2 separate regions of the Mus musculus genome follow, and region 2 is linked to region 1. The links are chromatin contacts, called in public ChIA-PET maps. All regions are on one chromosome and are shown on one strand. Each heading gives the region's core, a stretch centred on a gene start, on an enhancer-like site or on the middle of the called end of the contact. The rest is flanking DNA. Distances are from core to core; before and after follow the strand shown. Region 1 has its middle 57 kb from the start of Gm32643. Region 2 holds the start of Itgb1 (integrin beta 1 (fibronectin receptor beta)).

Region 1 (4,081 bases), core at 961-3,460:
TCCTATTATTTTCTGCCTGTCACTTCCTAAAAACCAATGTCCATGGCTTTTAGTGTGGCACAAAACTTGGGGATGAAATGAGAGCCTTCCATCAACGTGACAGTCCCTTTGATATTTGAGTTGTTCTCTAAACTGTGTACCTATGGGTTCCATAGCACAAGGCGATGTGGTGAGATGGCTATCTGTCCTAACTGAGCTCCTCTCTCAGGATCACACTTGCTAAGGCTGAGCAAAAACTACAAGTGAAAACCCCTTCTTAGCATCAGTATATGCACAGGGCAGAAAGAAAGCTGGAAAGAGGAGTCTCAGCCGACAGCCATGAATAGCGAATTATTTTCCCTTCAATGTTCCTTGATTATAATTTCACCGTTTCAATAAACAAAATCAGAACATTTTTAGAAAAGAAATACTGGGTCTTTATAAAGTCTTTGGATAGTGTAGAAATATTTTGAAGTATATAATTTTAAGCGTAAATAACTTCAATTGTAGGCACAACAGAAAACCAAGAATTTTCTACTCATTGCTGTCATTGACTTTAATTTCTTTATTTTCAGAAAAAAAAATGGTAGAAAAGTTGATGTGGTCAGAATCAGACATAAGAATGTACTGAGCTGCTCTGTAAAACAGTGTAAAATGGTATACTTACATGGAACTCAAATGTGTCCTACTGCAGAAATAATGTAAGAATCGGGCTCAAAATACATTTCAGAATGAGAATCACAGCCTATGCTGTATAAAACAGGGATGGACTGGCCATGGTGGCATATGCTTTTAATCCCAGCACTCAGGGCGGGCAGAGACAGGGGAACCTCTGTGAGTTCTAGGCCAGCCTGGTCTATAGAGCAAGATCTAGGAGAGCCAAAACTACACAGAGAAACTCTGTCTTGAAAAACCAAAAACCAAACAAGCAAACAGACAAAAAACAAAAACAAAATAGCATGGGGGCTGACTGAAATGGCACTGACTGTAAAGAACTTCCTGTGTAAGCTTTAAGGCCTGAGTTTAGATCCTCAGCACCTACACTGCTGGAGACTGGAGGATTCTAGTGCTCACCAGTCAGTCCGTCTAACTAAATTCAGTGAGCCATAGGTTCAAGTAGAGATAAGCATTTGCTACCACACATGCACACATACCCTCATGTATACACACAAAAGAAAGAGGGGAGGGGAGAGATGGGGGGAAGGAGCAGGAGCAGGAGCAGGAGGAGGTGAGACATTTTCAGGAGGGATAAGGGTTACAAAATCCACAAGTTTGACCAGAAACCCCTGGCATCTGAGACACTAAACATGACTATTTGCATCATCAGCTTAAGAGCTTGGAGAGTTACATGAACAAGGGCTCTGTCCCACAGTCATGAAGGATTCCAACTCAAGTTCTCCTAATTCTCAAACTAGACTCCACACTACACTACACATCATCACAAGCCTTTGCTTTTTCACAGCTCTCAGCATGCAAAACGAGAGAAGGGGCATCACTCTCTTCTACAAAACTTTGTGTTTGACATTTGATGGCCCCTTGAAATAAAACATATGTCCAAAGGAAATGGAATTTTAAGGTGCCATCTGTGCATGTGCGTGTGCATGTTCATGTATACACATAACATCAATAGCTACACATGGAGGCCAGAGGACATCAAGTGGTTCCTCAGTCACTCTTTACTTTACTTTTTGAAGGTATGGCAGTTTCTGAACCTGGAGCTCAACAAAGTGTCTAGTCAGCCCCAGGGACTATCCTGCCTTCTCTTCCCTAGCAATGAGATTACAGGTTCAGACCATTGCTCCTGACTTTCCACAAGCATGCTAAAGCTTGAATTCAGATCACAATGCTTGTATGGCAAGCACTTTGCCTGCTGAACCATTTCCCCAGCCCTCAAGATACTACTTTGGATTACAGAAACTTGAACAATGGCAGAGACATTGGGCACAATGGTTGTTCTGCAGTCATTGGATTGCTGGGAATGACTTGAAATGTATCAGAGATGATATCCAGATGGCTCATCAATATCATCACCAACCTGTGTTCAAATTGGCAAAATCAGCCAAACAACTGGTATCACCAAAGATGGTGACCGCCAGCCTCTAGCAACCCAACAGTGAAGCGGATGTGGGTACAAACCTTTCAGAATTAAATGTGTTGCCTGAGACCAAGCTAGCACCATCAAAATACCGCATACCCTCCACCCCTTCCGATTGCCCCAAGCCTGGCATAGGGCTTAGTCAGAGTGAAAGTAGCACTTGTGCCTCTGGGGCCAACAGTCTTTACTAGTTGGGTAAGTGAGGTGCCAGACAGAGAAGAACTTTTCACAGACCTAAACCAGATGCTCTACCACACAACAAGATACACGTCTAAACAGAATGTGTGTACATCACCAGGTCATACTGACAAGCATCAAAAGCCTGACTACAAATCCTAACCATTTTAATTTGTCATTCCGAAATACATACAGGTACATATTTGGACTTTCTTTGGCCTAACGGTATTTCAGAAACAAATTGGCAATGTGTCACTATGAAACTCTGCCAGTTAGTTTCATTTATCAATTTGTTGAAGCCATTGTAAAAGAAATAGCCTCTACTTGAGATATGACACTTCATCTATAACAGAAATGGCTTGCGTGTTCCTCAGCTGCCAGAGCATCACATGATAGAATATGTCACCAAGCTGGGCTTCGGCAGATAGGTGACAACATAGGTAGTGTATACTTAGCCAAAACAGTGATTCAGTGTCTTCAGAATGTGAGGAGGAAATTGAGATTCTGTGGATTCAGAGATTAATGAGCGCAGAGTGCTAGAGAGACTGGCAGCTTGGCTCTCAATAATCAATTTTCCCTGAGTTGGTCATGGGAGAGAATGGCAGAGGATGAATCTTTGTTGTTTAGGCACTTAAATGTGTTCACTCTCTAGCCAGATTCACATGTCTGTCTTTCATTTCTCCCTACATCTTTTTTTGGACTGAAGGGCAGACCTAATGAACTAGGTTAGCTATCACCATCAGGCCTTGCTGGACTAAGCAGCAGTCATGGATGGTAGGGACAGAAGATGGCCTATCTCAGCCAACTCCCAGCCCAAAATGTCTAATAAGACAAGAGAAAATGTAGGGTTGAAAAGCTACCTCGGTGGTTAAAATGCATTCTCCACAAATGTCCGAACCTGTGTTCAGTTCCCATGTAAAAACTTGGGCATAGTGGAGCACGCCTATAATCCCACTGATGGTAAGACAGGAGGACTGCAGAGGATAGGTAGTTTCCTAGAATCAGGGAACAGCCACCTTGGTCTACATAGAAGACACTACATACAGGTTAGTGTTAGACAAAAGGTGGAAGATATTAAGGAACATTTGAGGCTGAAAGTTCTGACTTCATGAATGTACCACACTCATATATCCACATATGGAGAGAGAGATGGGGGAAGAGAGAGAGAGAGAGAGAGAGAGAGAGAGATTATACACTGTTGATTATAGGATGTGGGATACTGAGTCTCCTCTCTAACTCTGCTTCTGGACTCAAGATCCTAAAGCTATCCAGCTGACCTTCCTGGATCTGAGATTCCTAGAAAAACAAAACAAAACAAACAAACCCAACAAACCCAAGGCTAATGGACCTGGCATTCTGTAGAAAAGTACTGGGGAGAAATAGTCTCTCCAAATGATTGCAAAGCCCTTTGCAAATATCAAAGTGGTGATAGAGTCATAACAAGCTCAGCCCAGGAGCAAGATCTGTTGACGGCTAGCTGCTTTAATTGCTCCTTTTCCTTATTAAACTGATGTTGTTGAATAGAAGAATGCGTGTCTCTCTTATTTGGTCCAGTCAGCCTGTGGATTTCTGCAGATGTGCAACACTGCCCTCTATCGGCACCAGGCATACTAGCCGGCCGCAGAAGCGGAGAGGTTCCTCTTCCTCACCTTGTATCTTTTTGTACATAAAAGCTGAGGCCCGGGGAGCTAGTGAGCAGAGGCCTGTGACCTGGCTCAGCAAAGGGTTTTTGCTTCACAGAGTGTGGTATGTGTCCATTAGAAAGCCACTGAGTGGAAATCTTATTCCCTGGGATTTTAAACAGCCACATTTCCTGGCATTTGACATAAA
Region 2 (3,992 bases), core at 1,181-3,680, 140 kb after region 1:
CCATGATGGTTGAATTTGAGATTCTGGTGCTAGAACCAATAATGGACCCCAAGATGAGGATTGTGTGTATAGTGACTAAAGGAAGATTATTTCTATCTGGTACATGGAGAACAAGAATAATGTAGATAATGATTGTTTATGACTAGAGTCTACCAAGGAAGAAAACTTGTGGTTTGGAAAAACTGGCACATCTCATCTCTGACTGCCTCAAATATGAACTGTCTGGCATTCCAAATTCTACTACTGCTCAAACATTGTAATACATGAGCTGGATAGAAAGATAGCAAAGATATTGAGGAGAAACAAAACATGGCTGAGAGACCCACTCAGGCTGAAAAATGTATCCAAGCTTGAACTTGCTTACCTTCATGGACTCAGACTCAGTCTGTGGCTGGCAGTGGAAATCCTGACGATTGAAAGAAAATGCTCTAGCACAAAGAGAAATGCAAACAAAGAAGGATCCTGGGCAAGACAGGAATTTTTCCCTCCCTCCCTCCCTCCCTCCCTCCCTCCCTCCCTCCCTCCCTCCCTCCCTCCCTCCCTCCCTTTCCTTCAACTCGATCTATAGATGAGGCTGGCTTCAAACTGAGAGATTCTCCTGCCTCTGAGTCCTCCCAAGTGCTGGGATAAAAAAATGTAGGACAGGGGCTTTTGATGGCCCACTTGACTGTTTCTTTTTTTAAGATTTATTTATTATTATATGTAAGTACACTGTAGCTATTTTCAGACACCAGAAGAGGGCATCGGATCTCATTACGGATGGTTGTGAACCACCATGTGGTTGCTGGGATTTGAACTTAGGACCTTCAGAAGAGCAGTCAGTGCTCTTAACTGCTGAGCCCTCTCTCCAGCCCCCTACTTGATTGTTTCCTATACTTCACTCTTTTTCACGGAAAGAATTCTATTTCTACCCTTGGGTTGTTACTAAATAGCTGCAATAGCTATTGCTGGGGAGAATAACCAACAGCACAGTAAATGCTACAGTGGAGAAAGGCTTACATTTTGAAAAAGCAAGAGGCAGCTTATATTTTCTGCCAAGGTAGAACTTCAATCCTCCAGGCACAGGGTAAATGGCTGTGGGTGTAATTGGACCTCATGCTTCTGCCACTACAACTTTCTTGTTGAGATGGACTGTACCGTGTAACTGTGAGCTAAAATAAATTCTTTCATTAAGTTGCTTTGTCAGTTATTGTGCCCCAGTAGTGAGACAAGTAATTAGAACAATGTTCATGCATTTTACATAGCTAAGTAACTGCCCATCTCTTAACATTTTTATGAATTCAAGTATAGCTACATTTCTGAGCAATTATGGAACTTATTAATTTCTATTTTCTTCAAAGTTTATGACTTGTACATGTAAATTGGTATTCCTCTGACAGCTTAGGTTGAGTCCTGGGAGAGCAGCACAAACACTATTTTGTGTGTGTGTGTGTGTGTGTGTGTGTGTGTGTGTCGATCTTGTGGTAGATTGTTCCCTCCTCAAGTCACACGAATGAAAGCTCACACAGTTCAGGCCAAGCATTGATAAAGTATGTTTATAAAGCTGTTTCTTGTGCAGAGACTGGGCTAATGGTTTAACTCAAAGTGGTAAGATCAATACCTTTAAAGGCAACGAACGTCACTGAGCTTTACCGCTGGGCTGCCGATGCAGACGTAGCCTTTTAAGTTCAGTCATTTACTAATTAGAAAAACGATGCTCATTTATTAAAATTTTAGTTAAACAATACATTTGATTTGCTCATGGGCAACATATAACTTTTCCATAGTGATTAATCTTTTTTTTTTTTTTTGGCATCCCAGTTTTACTCTTCCAGAACAGAAACACTATTTCTTGGGTTCATAAACCCGGCAATGAAAGCTGTCTTTACGGCTGGGTGCCCTGCTCCTCCTGGCAGCCCACACTCTTCGGGTAAGCTGATGGCACCTGCTGTCCCACAGCTTTCAGTATGACGAGGCAAGTCCAAGTTTCAAGCTTCTCATTTAGATTTTGAGACTGGCTACTTTTCAATTCTTTTTCCAGAAAAGAGAAAGCAAGTGCGCAAACATAACATTTTTCCTTTTTGTGCTTGGCCACCCAGATAGAAAATTGAGCAAATGCGGCGCCAAGGAGCGCAGGGTGGCACAGCAAGGGTGGAGCGGGAGTCTGCAATCTTAGGGTGACGGGGCGGGTCCGAGGGCTGCCTGCAGAACACCCGATCCTTCTTGTCCCCTCAGCCCACAGAGAGGTCTGGCTCGGGATCCCAGGGACCGGACACAGACTGCGGCTGGGCTTTCCAGCCGGGCGGCCGGCGCCCTCGGTGGTTCAGCGCGGTACCCCAGGCAGAAAGGGCCGAACGACCGAGCTCCTTTGTCTGCACCCTGCCCCACCTTCCTTCTTCCTGCCGCCTCCCCCTCCTTTTCAGGCGCGGCTGACGCGGCGCGGAGGAATGCGTTTCCGGAGGGAGAGAAAAGCCGGGCAGCCCGGGAGAAAGAGCTTCGCGGCGGGGGCGGGGCGGGGCGGCTTCCTGAGGGACAGGCGGGCCGAGTCTCCGCCCACTCGCTGAAGAGCCGCCAGACCCGCGGAGCGGCCGAGGCCCGCCGACGCCACCCGAGACCAACCGAGAAGCCGAGGCCCGCCGACGCCGGCCCGAGACCCTCCGAAAGGCCGAGGTCCGCCGACACCGACCCGAGACCCTCCGAGAGGCGGAACGCGGCGGAGCCCGGGCCGCCCGCGTGTCGGGCGGACGCTGCGAAAAGGTAAGGCCGCGGGCGTGTGGACGTGCGGGCGTGGGCTCCGGGCAACTCGGGCTAACCAGGCGTGTCTCTGCGGCCTGGGCCGGGTGGAGTCCGGTTTTAGGGACCGCGGCGCTCGGCCTCGTTCGGCTGCAGCTCCCCGCCCCGCCCGGCCTTGTCCTAAGGGAGGGTCGCGAGCCCAGTCTGTCACACCGGGGCGTGGCGGGGTTCAAGGGTGGGTACGACAGGGATCTGGGTGCCGCTGACCTTAGAGGGGTTCGGTCCGTCGGTGCCCAGCGGGCGCCTTTCCCCAGCGCGGCGCGGGACCCTGGGAACCAGGCCGCAGCGCCCGTGGTCCGCGAGGCGGTGCCCACCCGGGGCCTCGTGGAGTGTGGCTGCCTACCCTTTCTCGTGCCTCCTAGTGACAGGCTGGGTTAATGACCGCGCTGATCCCGAATGCCACAGTGAATTTGAACTTTTAATTTGAAACCTAGTAATAACTAGTAATAAATTATCCTATTTCCGTTTCCTCATCTTTAAAAGAGAAAAGGAGTTCCTACACTAATTATAGTAATTCTTGTGACACGAGGGTCAGACCCAGCTCCCAGCATGTAAACTCCCAGCATGTACTGACCTCACTGCAGAACCCTGATCCTGATCCATGGTGGTATTGGGACTGCCTATCTCATTTTACAAAGGAAGAAACTGAGGTGCAGGAGTTTTAAGTAATTTGGAGAGTTCATGGGCTCACCTCCAGAGCCTATATTTGAACTTTAAGTAACCTAACTAATGTAAAATAAAGAAGGCATTTTGTGTGTGTGTGTGTATGTATATGTATGGCAAGAGGAATCCAGGGCAATGCCTCAAAAAAAAAAAAAAAAAAAAAAAAAAAGAAAAGAAAAAAAAAGAAAAGAAAAAAAAGAAAAGGACACAGTAGGTAGTGAAATGTAAAACCACAACTTAGACAACAATGCTTCATATACATTAATTACTTTTCATTGCTTTTGCTATGTTAAAAAAAATCTACAAACTTCTCAGAATGTTTTGGTAGTATTAGGAAAGTCTCCTGGATATGCCATTCCACTTGGGTATGAAGAGGATAGTATGACTTAAGGTTTTTATTTTTTAATGGTGGTTGTTGCTTGCATAGGACAGAAATAAATGTTAGATGAATTCTGATTAGATTTCTTTTTTAAATCGCACACAGCCATTACAGTAGGTCATATCCTAGATAACCTGTAGAATGGACTAAGAAATTTTAGTTTAGAGTTACCTCTTGC

Evidence for each region. ChIA-PET counts read pairs in DNA pulled down with a chosen protein or histone mark.
Region 2: a contact with region 1 is called in an RNA polymerase II ChIA-PET map of effector CD8 T cells, with 121 read pairs. The contact joins the promoter of Itgb1 here to the enhancer-like site in region 1. A contact is called at or near these places in 1 of 484 Hi-C or Micro-C datasets (CD8 T cells), 7 of 115 datasets of contacts at active chromatin or transcription factors (CD8 T cells, the HPC-7 cell line, effector CD8 T cells and 3 more) and 2 of 9 other capture datasets (adipose tissue and liver).

The regions. Positions count from the first base shown.
Region 1 is chr8:128,547,736-128,551,816 of GRCm38.p6, forward strand. No RefSeq gene overlaps it. Among named protein-coding and RNA genes, the nearest start is that of Gm32643, 57 kb to the left of the region's middle. Within about 2 kb of position 2,211, at least 20 of the 459 cell types and tissues checked have an H3K27ac peak or open chromatin away from gene starts, as enhancers often do. A contact at or near this core is called in CD8 T cells, effector CD8 T cells and memory CD8 T cells, where this site is marked.
Region 2 is chr8:128,683,224-128,687,215 of GRCm38.p6, forward strand. Itgb1 (integrin beta 1 (fibronectin receptor beta)) reads left to right here and starts at 2,431. Exons shown (of 16, transcript NM_010578.2): 1 at 2,431-2,736.